Regions from separate parts of the Mus musculus genome. Here all the other regions are linked to region 2. The links are chromatin contacts, called in public promoter capture Hi-C maps. All regions are on one chromosome and are shown on one strand. Each heading gives the region's core, a stretch centred on a gene start, on an enhancer-like site or on the middle of the called end of the contact. The rest is flanking DNA. Distances are from core to core; before and after follow the strand shown. Region 1 holds the start of Tom1l2 (target of myb1-like 2 (chicken)). Region 2 holds the start of Flcn (folliculin). Region 3 holds the start of Arf1 (ADP-ribosylation factor 1).

Evidence for each region. Promoter capture Hi-C pulls out the DNA fragments that hold promoters and counts their contacts. Capture Hi-C pulls out chosen DNA fragments and counts their contacts.
Region 1: a contact with region 2 is called in a promoter capture Hi-C map of liver, with 4 times the contacts expected there. The contact joins the promoter of Tom1l2 here to the promoter of Flcn in region 2. A contact is called at or near these places in 12 of 39 promoter capture datasets (the 3T3-L1 cell line, 3T3-L1-derived adipocytes, the C10 cell line and 7 more), 2 of 484 Hi-C or Micro-C datasets (CD4 T cells and pre-B cells), 3 of 115 datasets of contacts at active chromatin or transcription factors (large pre-B cells, memory CD8 T cells and pancreatic cancer cells) and 2 of 9 other capture datasets (liver and pancreatic islet).
Region 3: a contact with region 2 is called in a promoter capture Hi-C map of liver. The contact joins the promoter of Arf1 here to the promoter of Flcn in region 2. A contact is called at or near these places in 7 of 39 promoter capture datasets (the 3T3-L1 cell line, the HPC-7 cell line, cranial neural crest and 2 more), 3 of 484 Hi-C or Micro-C datasets (CD8 T cells and embryonic stem cells), 6 of 115 datasets of contacts at active chromatin or transcription factors (bone marrow-derived macrophages, embryonic forebrain, embryonic stem cells and 2 more) and 3 of 9 other capture datasets (adipose tissue, embryonic stem cells and liver).

What each region holds. Positions count from the first base shown.
Region 1 is chr11:60,349,983-60,354,668 of GRCm38.p6, forward strand. It overlaps Tom1l2 (target of myb1-like 2 (chicken)), which reads right to left and starts at 2,923. Exons shown (of 15, transcript NM_153080.3): 1 at 2,775-2,923. The coding sequence starts at 2,826. Drc3 (dynein regulatory complex subunit 3) reads left to right here and starts at 3,398. Exons shown (of 14, transcript NM_029044.2): 1 at 3,398-3,450; 2 at 4,120-4,218.
Region 2 is chr11:59,807,547-59,812,165 of GRCm38.p6, forward strand. It overlaps Flcn (folliculin), which reads right to left and starts at 2,493. Exons shown (of 13, transcript NM_146018.2): 1 at 2,114-2,493; 2 at 254-369. It overlaps Gm16062 (predicted gene 16062), which reads left to right and starts at 2,534. Exons shown (of 2, transcript NR_045686.1): 1 at 2,534-2,715.
Region 3 is chr11:59,226,608-59,230,912 of GRCm38.p6, forward strand. It overlaps Arf1 (ADP-ribosylation factor 1), which reads right to left and starts at 1,660. Exons shown (of 5, transcript NM_007476.3): 1 at 1,566-1,660.

The DNA.
Region 1 (4,686 bases), core at 1,673-4,172, 540 kb after region 2:
TAAGCACTCAGTAAGACACAGGTCTCTCCCCGCCCTTCCCTCCTTTTGCTCAGCAGACAGTCACTCTCAGGCTTGGAATGCCTACACAACCTTCTGAGGTTCCATAATCAAGGTCATTTGATGCAGGTCACATCTAACATGTTTACTTATTTCCATCCATTCAAATGGCCCTACATCCCTTACTTCTCTCTACATTCTGCCCTTCATATGCCTCAGCTTCCCTCCCCTACCCCCCACTCCACCCCTCTAGTTCCCTGGCTTGAGCTCAACATTGGGTGGAGAAGTGAATTTAGACTGCGCTGAAAGGGCACTTGGAGAGAAGAGGAAGACAGAAAGGAGAGTGGGTGGGAGACACAGTCGGGGCTGCAGAGAGGACTCGGTGCTGAACAGCACTTGCTGCCCAATCGTGAGAACTGGGGTTTGGATCCCAGCACCCATATCAGCTGGATCACAAATGCCTGTAACTCTGCACCATGGAATCTGATGCCCTCTTCTTCCTCCACGGGCACCCTATTCACACTCACACCGACGCATGCACACACATACATAAATAAAATAAAATCTTTTCAATATAAGAGGGGAGGCTGGAGAGATAACTCAGTGGTAGAGAGCACTGGTGCTCTCCCAAAGGATCCAGGTCTGACTCTCAGCACCCACATGGCAGCTCACAGCTGTCTGTAATTCCAGTTCCAGGTTCTGACACCCTCTTCTGGCCTCTGTGAGCACAAGGAATCAAGTGGTGTATAGACATACATGAAGGCAAAACAAACACATAAAATTGAAATATTTATATATATACATGCACATATATGTGTTTATATGTAAACACATAAAATTGCAGTATTTACATACACACACATATACATACAGAGAAAAAGAGATACTTGAGTGAACATCAGAGAAAGAAGCGTCATAGAAGTGGGAAAAGACTTTCAGGTCCCAGAATCCATGATCACTTATAAAAGACACTTTATCAAAAAAGAACAGAATGGCAGGGTGTGGTGGCACACACCTTTAATCCCAGCACGTGAGAGGCAGAGGCAAGCGAATTTCTGAGTTTGAGGCCAGCCTGGTCTACAAAGTGAGTTCCAGGACAGCCAGGGCTACACCGAGAAACCCTGTCTCAAAAAACAAAAACAAAAAGCCAAAAGCCAAAAACCAAAACCAAACAAACAAAAAACCCAAAAGGAACAGAATGCTCCCAAATGTCAATCAACAACAGAAAAAGCCTCCGTAAGTTTGTAAGCTTAACAACAGAAAAGTAGGCTATAAATTCATATACAAAGTAGAAACAAGCAAGTCTCTACTGCTTGAACTATAAGACCCATAAGGATAGTACAGAGCCCAGTTCATAAAAGATGATTTCAACCAGCCGGCAGACCCAACTTTAATTTTCAAAAATGTTACATATGTGGGCGTTTTGTTTGCCTGTCTGTGCACCATTTACATGGTATGTTTAGGTATGTATATAAAAGACACCAGAAGAGGGCAATCAATCCCCTGGATGTGAAGTTACAGCCAGTTGTGAGCCACTATGCAGTGCCAGGGCCTGAATCTGGATTAACAGCCAATGTCTTTAACCGGTGAGCCAGTTCTCCAGCCCCAAGTTTGTTTGTTTTTAAAGCTAGTCAGCACTTTTGACTGATCTGTTGGCATAAGCTCCCACCTTGGATGAAAGGCCAAATTGCTTTATTATTCATTACTTGCAGTGCTGGATCCTAGATCAAATCCAGGATTTTGTGTGTGCTAAGTTAATGCTCTACCACTGGACTATTCCCTGGTCTGCCAGTGTTTTCTTCTGTAAGGAAACTTCACAGCGGCCAGTGCCATTCCTTATGCAGCATGCGGCCCGCCTCTAACTCCTTACACTACTGACAGCTGCTCTGATTACTCTACTACCACTTTATGTAGTGGGAGAGCAAGAGGCAATGTAAGGAGACGCTTAATATCAACAAGGAAGATTCAGAACTTTAGAACTTGAAGAGTCCCACCACATCTTATCTCCAAATACCCCGTGTGGCAGACAAGAGAACGTCAAAATATAAAGCGCACAAGGTCAGGAGGAGCGTCCCTGGCAAAGTCACTACTGGAGTCCAAGTTTCCGGGATCCAATGGACTGCTTATCAACAAAGCAGCCCTGCCTCCCTTCTTTCCTAGGAGGCCTAGGAGATTCTGCCGCCACGCCATCCCCCTGCCAAGCCAGTCACTTTCCCCGAGGGCCTCCCCCATCCCAGTCCCTCCTACAGCCTGACTGAGTTGCAGCTCAAATTAGAAGTCGTGCAGCATGGGGCATTTTCTGGGAAAGTGCCCAGCCTCAGAGCCATTGGTACCAATGAGCAGGGACAAGGACGGAAGAAAGAGTTCCATTCCACAAAGGCTCCGGGAGACAGAGGCCCTGGGAGCAAAGGCAGCGAGATACCTGGGGAAGAGTACTCGCAGTGACATCTCCCAATACGCAAGGGTAAGCAGACTAGCATGGACACTACTTCTGGGGAGAGACTTGAAAGGCTGGGCCCTGATGGGCAGGGATGCCGGGGACCTCTCTAAGTCCAATCGGCACCTCGGGGGAGCCTCCTTGTAGGGTGAGGTGGCACCAGCGTCAGGCAGAGGCCTCGTGACAAGGATGCCCAGTCCACCTTTGAGATGACACCACTTATTGGCAGAGGCCCAACCCGCACGTGAGGTGATTTCAGTGCCGGGAGGAGGCCCGCGGATCTCACCAGCCCGGTCAGCCGCTGTGGCTCACTCGACGCCTGCCCCACGCGCGGCCTTACCAAGACACTGCCCTACAGGGGTGCTGAACGGATTCCCCAGCAGGAACTCCATCTCGGCGGGCCTCGTTCCAGCCCGGACTCCTGTGTGCCACGGGTCTCCGCTGCCCGCGCCGCGTTCTGCCCTGACTGACACTTGCCCCCGCCCCACCCTCCGGAACGCTGAGCGCCCGGCCTGACCTCGCCCTCTGGGTGCATCTCTATTGGGCAGCGTCTAACCAGCCCACTTCCGATTGGACGACACTCCACTCTCAGTGAAGTCCCACCCACCCCGCGGCGTCCGATTGGGCACGAAGCAAGCTAAGTCACTAGGGTCTCCGTCAGCCTAGCGGCACAACCCCCGGACCCGCCTCCAAACGAGTGGCCGTTCTTCTTGATTCATTAGCACGTTGGTCAGTCTAGAGAATCTTTACTATTATTGGATAAAAGGTGTGTCAATCGTTTACATAGGCGGGCAGAAAGAAAGCGTAACTAGAAGTTGAAGCTCGTTGACTGTGCTGATTGGAGAAACGTTTGTTTTCTTCAAGTCTGGTTGGTGTTAGAAATATGGCCACGTGACGAATCAACTTTCACCCAGGATATTTATCGCTTGACTTCCCCTTAGCAACCAAGTGGCGGTGTTTGGTTCCCCAGCAACCAAACGAAGCGTCTACTGCAAGGGGAGACAGTCCTTAGGAAGGTAAGAATCAAGAGTTTAGCTCCAGAAGATTAGAGGTTGCATGATTGAGGTCTGTCTTGTAACTCTTCTTGGAGGACTCCGACCTGACCCGTCTCATCTGTAAAATGAGCACACATGTCATTTTTACACTTGTACTGAGACTTAATCGGGCTTTTGAAAAAGAAAAGAGCGTATAAAATCTTAAACTAGCAAAAGCAAGTAGGAAAAGGGTCCATCAGCCAGTTTCCTGGCCTGATTCGTTTCACTGAAAGAGAGGTACCCGATACACTGATAACTCATTCTAGAGTTTGGCTGTTATATCCATCCTCTTGATCTGCAATAAGGTATTTCATTTGGTGCCGTATGAAGTGTTTGCGATGAGAATAAAGATATCAAGGTTCCATCTCAGTCTCTGTCAGTAATTCACTCTATGACTTTGGTCACAGACCCCCCCCCCGGCCCCCCACATACACACATACCTCAAGCCTCAATTTCCCTATCTGGGAAGTAGGGACACTAAGATGTCCCTTTTAAATAGCTCCCAGAACTGGCATGGAGTTAAATAAGTGGAGTGCACTGAGAGTACGACAAGGACTTATTCTCATCAGTTGCTTTTATTCTCATTACTGTGGGACTCATAGGGTCTACATAGTGTTTCAGGTCCAGCTAACCCAGGCTGTTGTTTCCCAGGTAAACCAGTGACGAGGCTACCTGGTTGATTTGTTTGTAAAGCTTTCTGCTGCTTCTCCACATCCTACCTCTGGTCTTCACCAAGGACACTATCATCAGGCAAGTCAATGGGACCCCCATTTGGATAAATTATTGACATCCTCCCCATAGGGGAGGATTCTTTGGGCCTTGTTCTGTAGGCAGAGAACATGTGACAATGTCTGTCCCTAGTGTGCTGGGTACAATAGAGTTGTGATTAAGAAAGTGGATTCTGTGTTAGACATGAGGTCGTGCCTCTTGGTAAATCTTCATATTAGTCAATCGAGAAATTTCTCTTACAGAGATCCCTACTGTGTGCTTTCATAGTTCCATACACCCACTAACCTGTCAATGTTTGTAAGTAGATATTGGGATAATTTATTTAATTCAAGTGTGGTTCAGAAGTCAGGCCACACCTCTTCAGTATCCTTTCACAAGGTTGGTTATAGAGAGCCGCTCTGACCTTGTAGCTTTCACAAAGTTCTCTCTTTCACTCCTTACAGATGTGAGCAAACCCAGCTTCCCCTGATTCCTGGGCCAAGACATACC
Region 2 (4,619 bases), core at 1,243-3,742:
AGGCCAGCCTGGGCTACAAGAAACATGAGACACTGTCTCAAACAGAAAAAGAGCCCAGTGTGGAAGAGGATATGAAGCAACCAATAACAGAATAAAGACGCTGGGGAAATAAGAGAGTCAGGACCCAGGGCAGAAGCACGCATCCTGGAAACGGGGCCACGTCCTTCTTAGAGGGGCATGCAAGGAGGAGAAATAAGCACCCTTCAGCAAAGCATGCACGTGCACGGCCCAAGTACGGAGTGTCAGTACCAACCTTATGCTTAGCACATCACAACTGCACCATCCCGCCTAGAGCAGAACATGTACGAGGCCCGCCGGAAGAGTCAGGTAAGCAAGCTGCACTATTCGAATTCAAAGACTTGAGGTTGTCTAGAGAAAGAGAAAACAAGAAAACAAAAAATCAGACCAAATTCTGAGAGCTAAAGCTCTTGCAGCGTGAGTCGGAGCAGCTAACAGTCAAATCAGGGACTGTCAGGAGGAGCTGGAGATTTGTATTTGTTGTTGTGCTTTGGATCTTAAAAAACAAAAATCGTGCCGGGTGTGGTGGCGCACGCCTTTAATCCCAGCACTTGGGAGGCAGAAATAGGCAGATTTCTGAGTTCGAGGCCAGCCTCTTCAACAAAGTGAGTTCTAGGACAGCCAGAGCTACAGAGAAACCCTGTCTCAAAAAACCAAAAAAACAAACAAACAAACAAAAAACAAAAATTGTGGGCTTGAGAAATGGCTCAGTGGTTAGGAGCACTGACTGCTTTTCCAGAAGTCCTGAGTTCACCTCCCAGCAACCACATGGTGGCTCACAACCATCTGTAACGGGATCCGATGCCCTCTTCTGGTGCTGACTGAAGACAGCTACAGTGTATAAATAAATAAATAAATCTTTAAAAAAGAAAAAAAGGGGGTTTGTCCAACAAGAGTTTCGAATCTTCTGGTTACTCATTCCTCAGCCCAGGCAGCCCCTGGAAGACTGTAATGGAACCTACATGACACTCCATTCTGCAGCCACCGAGAAACCTACTACCTGAGTTTCTAATCCTTCCCAGCCCGTAACACCAACTGTCACTTATCCTCTGGAAATCCTCCTGGGCACTGGGCAACAGGCTTCTCTGACGGGATTGCATATGGCGTCTGAATTCCGGTGAGGAAGGAGCCTAGGTCTTCTGTTACTCTCCCAATCCCAATGTCTACCACATTCTTCTACCACAGGAGCCGGCTTCTGGGAGTGTGCCTAACCACCCTTTCCTAGTAACCTTTCGAGCTGAAGACAGTCTCCTCAGCGTCATACTTTGAGAGGCAGGCTGTGCATGTACGAGATTTGCTCCCGCTGTCTGAACCACAAGCCTGGCAAACGAGACCCACACCATCCTTCCCTGGTGTGCCCTAGTTTTTCCTCATCTCTATTTCTTGTCTTCTCACAGCACCAGGCCACTAAGAGTGCCTTGTAGGCAAACAAGGGGTTACAAGGATCTCCACGGAAGTCAGCAGGAGCTGTAACTGTCTCCCACAGGAAACTCACTGATCCCCCTACTACACTAGCTAGTATAGAGTGGGTAAGAAACTCAGCAGGGAACTTTATCTCCAACTTAGAACCACTCCCCTCTCTACTACTGCCAACTTCAGCAGGACTTCCTTTAAAGAGCACCCAGTCACTTGACACTAGCAGAGCAAACACTGTCACGTGCCATGTCCTCTCTACTGTTTAATGACAACTATGATAGCTCGGCACTGCCAGCAATACACTAGCTGTAGTCTTTCTCTCTGCCGGACACCATGGGTGGTACCAGGCTTCCCCACCCCCACCCCCGAGAAATGGAAATTCACCCTATACTTGCAGTAGGTCCTCCTGGCCCCCTACTGTTATGGGCCACTTGTGACCTCAACGGCGATCCACTGGCTAATCCCAGGGCTAACCATTTCTTCCAACGCATGAGGACGAGTTACCCTGTTAAGAGTGGAGAGAAATGAGGTGTCTTGCCTGCCCTGTCCTCAGACGGCCATCCTGCTAGAAAACGGAGGTTGACTGGCAGGGCGACGTCCCCAACAGTATTCAGTCAAACTAAAGCAATTACCCCAAACGGGGGGTGGAACCTGCCACCTCCCTCTCCCAGGTGTTTACCATCCGCGCTTTCCATTCAGCCCTATGGCCCAACACCAACCCAGCTGGGGCGCTTGCCGCCGTCTCCCGGATGCTGGGCCGGAACCCGCTCGCAACTGTCCTGGGGCTGTCGCCACTGTTCTGCCCCTCGGCAAGTGCTAGCCCGTTCCGCAGGCCCTTGCACTGAGCCTTAGCGCGTGACCCAGCCGGACCGAACCATCCGCAGGCCGGCAGAGGGCAGGCAACGCCAGTGACTAGCCGGAGCGAGCAGCGTTGCGTCCCCCGCAGGCGACTAGGATGTGCGGAGCCTTGCTGTGTCACGTAATGCTCCTCCAGGCAAGGAATCCAAGCCCCTCGGCCACGCGCGCCCCTCGGCGCGGCAAGTCGCCCCGCGGAAAAGCGTAGATGGTTCCGGCCGCCGAGAGAAGCCATTCTGCAGGGGTGACGTCAAAACTGACATTTCAAAAAAGTCAGAGAGAATTAGTCAGTCCATGCCCTGTCCCTACCGAAGAGGAAAGATTTGCGGAAAATTTCCTCTGGATTCTGGGAGTTCTTGGGACTCCACTCCCTGCCTGTAAAGTTGCAGATCAGAGAAACCGTCTCCCCTTCGAGAGAAGTGGAAGGTACGGACAGGTCCTGGGAGGGAGGAGGGTACAGAGCGAAGCAGGACCACGCATGTGCACGGCTCAGTCTTGCCCTGAGCCGGCCCTATCTTTGCAAACTAGCTTTCAAAACAGTTCGTGGATTGTGGGGTTGTTTTCTCTAAGCCCTGGGTTTGATTTCCCGTTTGGGGATGAGGGATGGAATATTATTTAGCTACTTAAAAATTAATTTTAAGCCGGTCAGTGGTGGCGCACGCCTTTAATCCCAGCACTTGGGAGGCAGAGGCAGGCGGATGGATTTCTGAATTCCAGGCCAGCCTGGTCTAAAGAATGAGTTCCAGGACAGCCAGGGCTACACAGAGAAACCCTGTAAAACCAAAAAGAAAGAAAGAAAAGAAAAAAAAAGGATTTTAAGGGCTGGAGAGATGGTTCAGCGGTTAAGAGCATTAACTGCTCTTCCAGAGGTCCTGAGTTCAATTCCAAACAACCACATGGTGGCTCACAACCATCTATAATGGGATCCAATGCTCTCTTCTGGTGTGCATGAAGAGAGTGACAGTGTACTCACATTTTAAAAATAATAAAAAAAAATACATCTTTTTTTAAATGAATTTTAAAGCTATTAGTGCATACCATGGGCCCTTGAAGACAGATGAGAACAGAGCTCTGGGCTTGAGCCTGTAACTAACGCTGCCAGCTGTACACAGCGGCCAGCGCTGCCAGCCTCCGCTGTGTACACGAGGACGCCCAGAATGTGGTTATCCGGAAGTGGGAAGCTTCAGATGAGTAGAAGTTGATGAGTTGGTATCTGTTTGTTTTTCAAATCACGGGGATCGGATTCCTTTCTCTCTATTTCAGCTTTCGTGTTTTGTTGGAAGAGGGAGCAGGAGGAAAAAAAATATGCAAACTTGTGTTCTATAACTTTGTTTACTGCCTGGTAAAGATTAAGGAGTGCAGGGTGGAGTTATGGTGTTAGGTATTGTCTTGTGTGTGTTTATTTTTACCAATCCGATTATTCCTGATACTGTGAGTCATCTCCTGTCCTCCACGAGGCTCTTCCCTACCCTTCTCCAAGACTAGAGCAAGCAGACAGCAGAAGAAGAAAGCAGATACCTGACAACTAGGGGTTAACAAACTTAAGCAGGATAAAACAGCTTTAAGCAGACTGCCACTCAGGATATAAGTGAAACCAGTTGCAACTCCCCACAGCGATGTTAGGAAGAACCAGGTCAGCTCTGACTATGGCTCTGAGAACCAGGATCCTGTATTGCGACCAGAGGATTTGGGCAGCCAACCAAAAGCAGTCACTACAGAGAGAGTCTGGAGGTCAGTGAGGGGACAGCAGGAGTGTGCAGCTCCCCACTGGCTCCCCCAGGTCTCTAAGGCTGAGGCAGGCTACCAGGATTCCTTTCTGCAGTCATTGAGAAGCCTCGCAGGCTGAGGGGGTAATGAGTCCCTTTGCCTGCTCCTACCGATCCAGTCCCAGAGGCTCGCTGAAGCAAGCTCCCCACAGGAGCCTCAGCCATAGGACAGACACTTCCCGACTCAAAAGGAGCCTGTCTTCGGAGATGGCTGGCTGATTAGAATGTCAGTACCAGTGGACGGACTGGGATGTTGCAGACCCAAAAGCTAGTTGCCTTACCTTGAGCTAGTTCTAGCTAGCCCTCTGCAACAGCCATTCCTTGCCTACCTCCATGTCAGAACAAGTAGATAAAAACCTTGTGCAGTGTATTAACTTGCCAATTCAAAAGGTCAACTAGCACTTGGGAGGCAGAGGCAGGCAGATTTCTGAGTTCAAGGCCAGCCTGGTCTACAGAGTGAGTTCCAGGACAGCCTGGACAATACAGAGAAACCCCATCTTGAAAAACCAAACAAGTTCACCCACCATCTTGGGCCTACAGGATAGCTCACCTATCTAGCTGTAC
Region 3 (4,305 bases), core at 410-2,909, 580 kb before region 2:
AGAACAGTGTGGTGATCCAGTGACTCAGACCCATTTTCAAATCTAAGGATAAGTGAGAGACATTCCAATAAGGGAAACCTTTATGCCACAGAAGACAATGTAGTTCACACATCTGTGACTGGCCCTTACACCACACAACTCTCTGGAGAAACAGAGAAACCAGGTAGTAACACAGTGCATCAAATCTCATAGTTTAGGCTATTTCTGCTAGTGCTGCTAAAAGTTCAAAAGTGAGGACACTATAGTCACCTATGTCAGGCACTGTGGATACTGGCTAAGACAGAGGAGAGACACGAGGCCAGCACACAAAGCACCATGGCACCTCACTAGTCTTCTGACAGACACGGCAGAAACCACCAGAATCAGCCTGCAGGAAAAACTGCTGACCACTAGTTGTGAAACAAGAACTACAACAGAAGACTCCAACATGGGTTGTGGCATCAACTACTGGGCTCTCCAATGACTTCTGGGACCAAGAGCAGCTGACCCTTCCTTTCCTGACAAAGCAGCCAGTTGCTGTTTGAATGGGAGAATTCCTTCTTGATGTGAACAGAATCCCTAGCATTTTGCATTTGTTCTATGTAGCTAGACCATACAACATATGTAGCTACCTACACTACAAACTGACATGGCACGACCACCCTAAATGGACAGCCAGAATTGTGTACTGGACCTGGTCTCTGTACCTGCGGACTGCTCAGAGGCCGGGAACGGGTTATTCCATGGGCAGGTTAAAGATTCTCCAATTCAGAATGGCCTTTCTAATCCACCCAAAAGTGCATAAAGGAGCCGGTCAAGAGGCGAAACAAGGCTCAAACCCCTCCGGGGGCCATCGGCACCCCAATGCAGATCTCACCGACGATATTCGGGGCCCAAATCACGGCTAATTGGGGATCACAGTGGGTATTCTGGTATCCCCCGAGATCCGCAAATGCGCGTGTTAAATCCCAGCACCTGGATCCGCAGTTCGGAGCCCCTGTCCGACACCTGTCCCTTTCCCTTCCCCCTTCCTACAACTTCGGTCCTCCAGGCCGACAGGAACCGGACTCGAGAGACAGAAGAGGAAGACCTCGCCACCCGAGTGACCTTGACGTCGTCTCGGGGCCACCCGAGCCTCAGTTTCCCCAAGCCCGCGGTTCATGCCGTATCTGAAGCGGCCGGCTAGCCTTTAAGAAGGAAAACCCCGTGACCCCCCGAACCCTGCTCCCCGCTCCCAGGCTCTCGGGCCGTGGAGCCTAGGAGAGGCGCAGAGAGGAACAGCAGGAAACCTGGCTTCCTGGAGAAGAGCCGGCGTCCTGGCCGGACTTCCGGGCTGCGGCCCGCGGCGGGCGGCCAGGCAGGCGTAAGGGCCGCGGAGTGGGGGAGGGCCAAGCGGCCGTGGGCGACGCGGGACTCCGGGGCGTCCCGATCCTCTGTCCGGCCTGCCGCCGAGCTCACTGAGCATAGACCTCAGGCCGCCCGACCGGACTCGGTCCTTAGCAGCCGCAGCTGAGCGCCCCCTTGACTCCCACGATGACCAGCCCGCGGCCTCCCCAGTTTCGGCCTCAGCGCGCCCCGCGTCTCACCTCCGCGGCGGCTGCTCCCAGCCAGGCGTTGGTTTCGCTCCCACAAGATGGCGGCGCTGACGGCAGCCACGTCAGCGCCTGCCGCGGGGCACGCCGGGGGAAGAGGGCGGGCACGCAGAGGGCCCCGCCCCCACACGGATGGCGCTTGCGCGTCTGCACTTTGTAGCCTTCACGGGGCGGAGCCGAGGTCGCTCTGTTTCCGGATCGGGTCCCGGGCTAGCACTCTGGCTCCCGGCACTAGAACGAGCAAGGGTGTGGTGTATGGAGTTCCGTGTCCGCCGGCGCGTGCGCACGCGCGCCTTCCTGCGGAATTCCAGCCCATTCCGCGGATGCGGGGGTTGAGGCCAGTAAGCGTTCTAGAGCGCCAAGGTCAGAGTGGGAAGGTCGTGTCAGCCCTAGGAGGTGTAATGTCCTTCTCACAGTACCCCAGGGTCTCTGATATTCCAGCTGGGCCCTGGAATTGAAGAGAATGATGTGACCGACAGATGGCCAAAGTGGGAAGAGGCGCAGGCCAAATGTCAGACAAGCACCATGTCTCCACACTGGTCTTGGACCTGTGTGCACGCTCAGAGCTGACTGAGAGGACCAGACACCTGCATGGGCATAGCACTGCCTGAGAGGCAGTGATGGGGTGGCCTCCTTCAGGGTGCAGGTGAGGAGGAATCCGTTAACTCTCCCCATCGATGCAGGAATCAGGCCCAGGCTCTGTCCTCCCTATCCAGTTCTTCCACCCCGTGTGCTGTTGGGAGAAGTCCCACAGGTAGGAGATGTTGAGGGCCCTGGGAGATTCTTTTGAGCCTGGAGCCCTATCTATTGAGTTAGCAGGAGACAGTTCTGTTACCAGGGCCTGCTTCAGCCACTGTTGTGTCCAGGCACAGGGTACAGGGCATCCTCACTGTGTTTGGGGGTTGAGACCTCCAGAGCTTTCTCCCCAGAGTTGTGGGTGCTGAGCCTGGCAGGATTCGATGCAATAGTCACCTTCTTGACCCTAACACATCCCTTTCCATCGCTCAGGGCTCCATTTTCAAATGCTGCTTCTGTAAACGTCTATGGGGGTGCTTGCCTGTTCTCTCTCACCCTCAACACACAGCAAGTGTTTATACAAAGCCTTGGGTGTCGCTGCCTGCCACCAACCCTGGAGAAATGGCAGGACATCTCCTGAGACCTGTGATTCCAGCCATGCCAGAAGCCTGTCTTAGCCTCATGGATAAGTCGACAAAGAGATGGGGTGTCCAGAAAACCGCAGGCTAATAGTCAAGAACCAAACTCCCTTTCTGTACCTAAAAAGGCTAAAATTATGAAAAAATGGAGACAGGGTGGTAGTCATTCTGTTTATTGTAATGTGACCACTGTACATTGTAGTCCCGCTCAAAACATCACTCTGTACCCCGTAAATAATTATTTGTGTCAGTTAAAATTTTAAACAGCCTTTGTAGATATTTAATATCCACATGTGTAATGGATGATACATTTGAAGTGGATACCTACCTAGGCAGGCTCTTCCTACCTCCCCAGGTCAGCTGAAGCCACAGTGAAATTTTCATATTGCACATGAACTTTGAATGTTAAATTGTATATTCACTTAAATATATATAATTTTTCAAGATTTACTTATTTTATCTATATATGTGAGTGTCTATAAATATGTATGTATACCATATGGGTGCCTGGTGCCCAAAAAGTCCAGAAGATCCATTGGAACTGGAGCTACTGATGTTTTGAGTTACTATGCAGTTTCTGGGAACCAAACCCAGTTCCTCTACAAGAGCTGCAGTGGACTTGACCACAGAACCATCACTCCATCCCCAAGTGTGTATTAAAAAGGAAGTTGGACAATTGAACTGAAGAAACTCTTCATACTATTGTCACAGAGGACCCAAGCTCTGTTCCTAGCTCCCAACTGCCCATAACTCCGGTTCCAGGGACTCTGAAGCTTCTGCCTCCACAAGCACGTGCATAAACCACACACAGTTAAAAAAAAATCTTAAATTTTTAAAAATATTTATTTTTTAAAAAACAAAATCTTTAAAATTTTTAAAAGAAATAGAAAGCCAAAGAAACTTTATTTTGTGAGGAGGAACTTAGCAAATTGAAAAACAATATGGAGAGACAAGATGGGGTTTATGTAAGATACAGTTTTTTGAAAATGATAAGACAGATTGCTGGATGCCTACTCCCAAGTGAAGAAACTTACTTCCTTCTTTCATCTGTGCTTCTGCTTTGAGCCCTGTCCCAGTGGGGTGGCGGGGGCTTGAAAACATATGTGTGGGAGCCCTGAGTGGGCATGACTAGGGACAGACCCTACCAGGAAATAGCAATTGCTCGGGTAAACTGAGGCTAACTCTTCCACAAGGTTGCTTAGAGACCAGGAGTCCCTTTTCCTATCTGAGGTCCCTGGATGGACCAGCTCTGGCCAGGAGGGGGCGAGGTGAGCTGTGACTGAAAGAAGCTGTCCGTGTGGCTGTCCAGGATCCTTCCGCTACCTGTACTAGAAAGCTGGGAGTGCCGATGGCCTCAAACCTCCACTTCAGCTGATCATAGGCCAGGGAAAAGTCCAGGGCCTCTTCTGTAGACTAGTCTACTACGAGGTTTACTCCTAAGCACCTAGTCAGAGGCGTGGATCTCCAGGGGCCTGGCCTCCTGGTTTTGTCAGTTGCTAAAGAGACAGATGGACTCCTAGAGTAAGACCAGAGAAAGGAGGTTCAGTGAGGTGAAAGGAACTGTGTGTGCCTTGAAGACC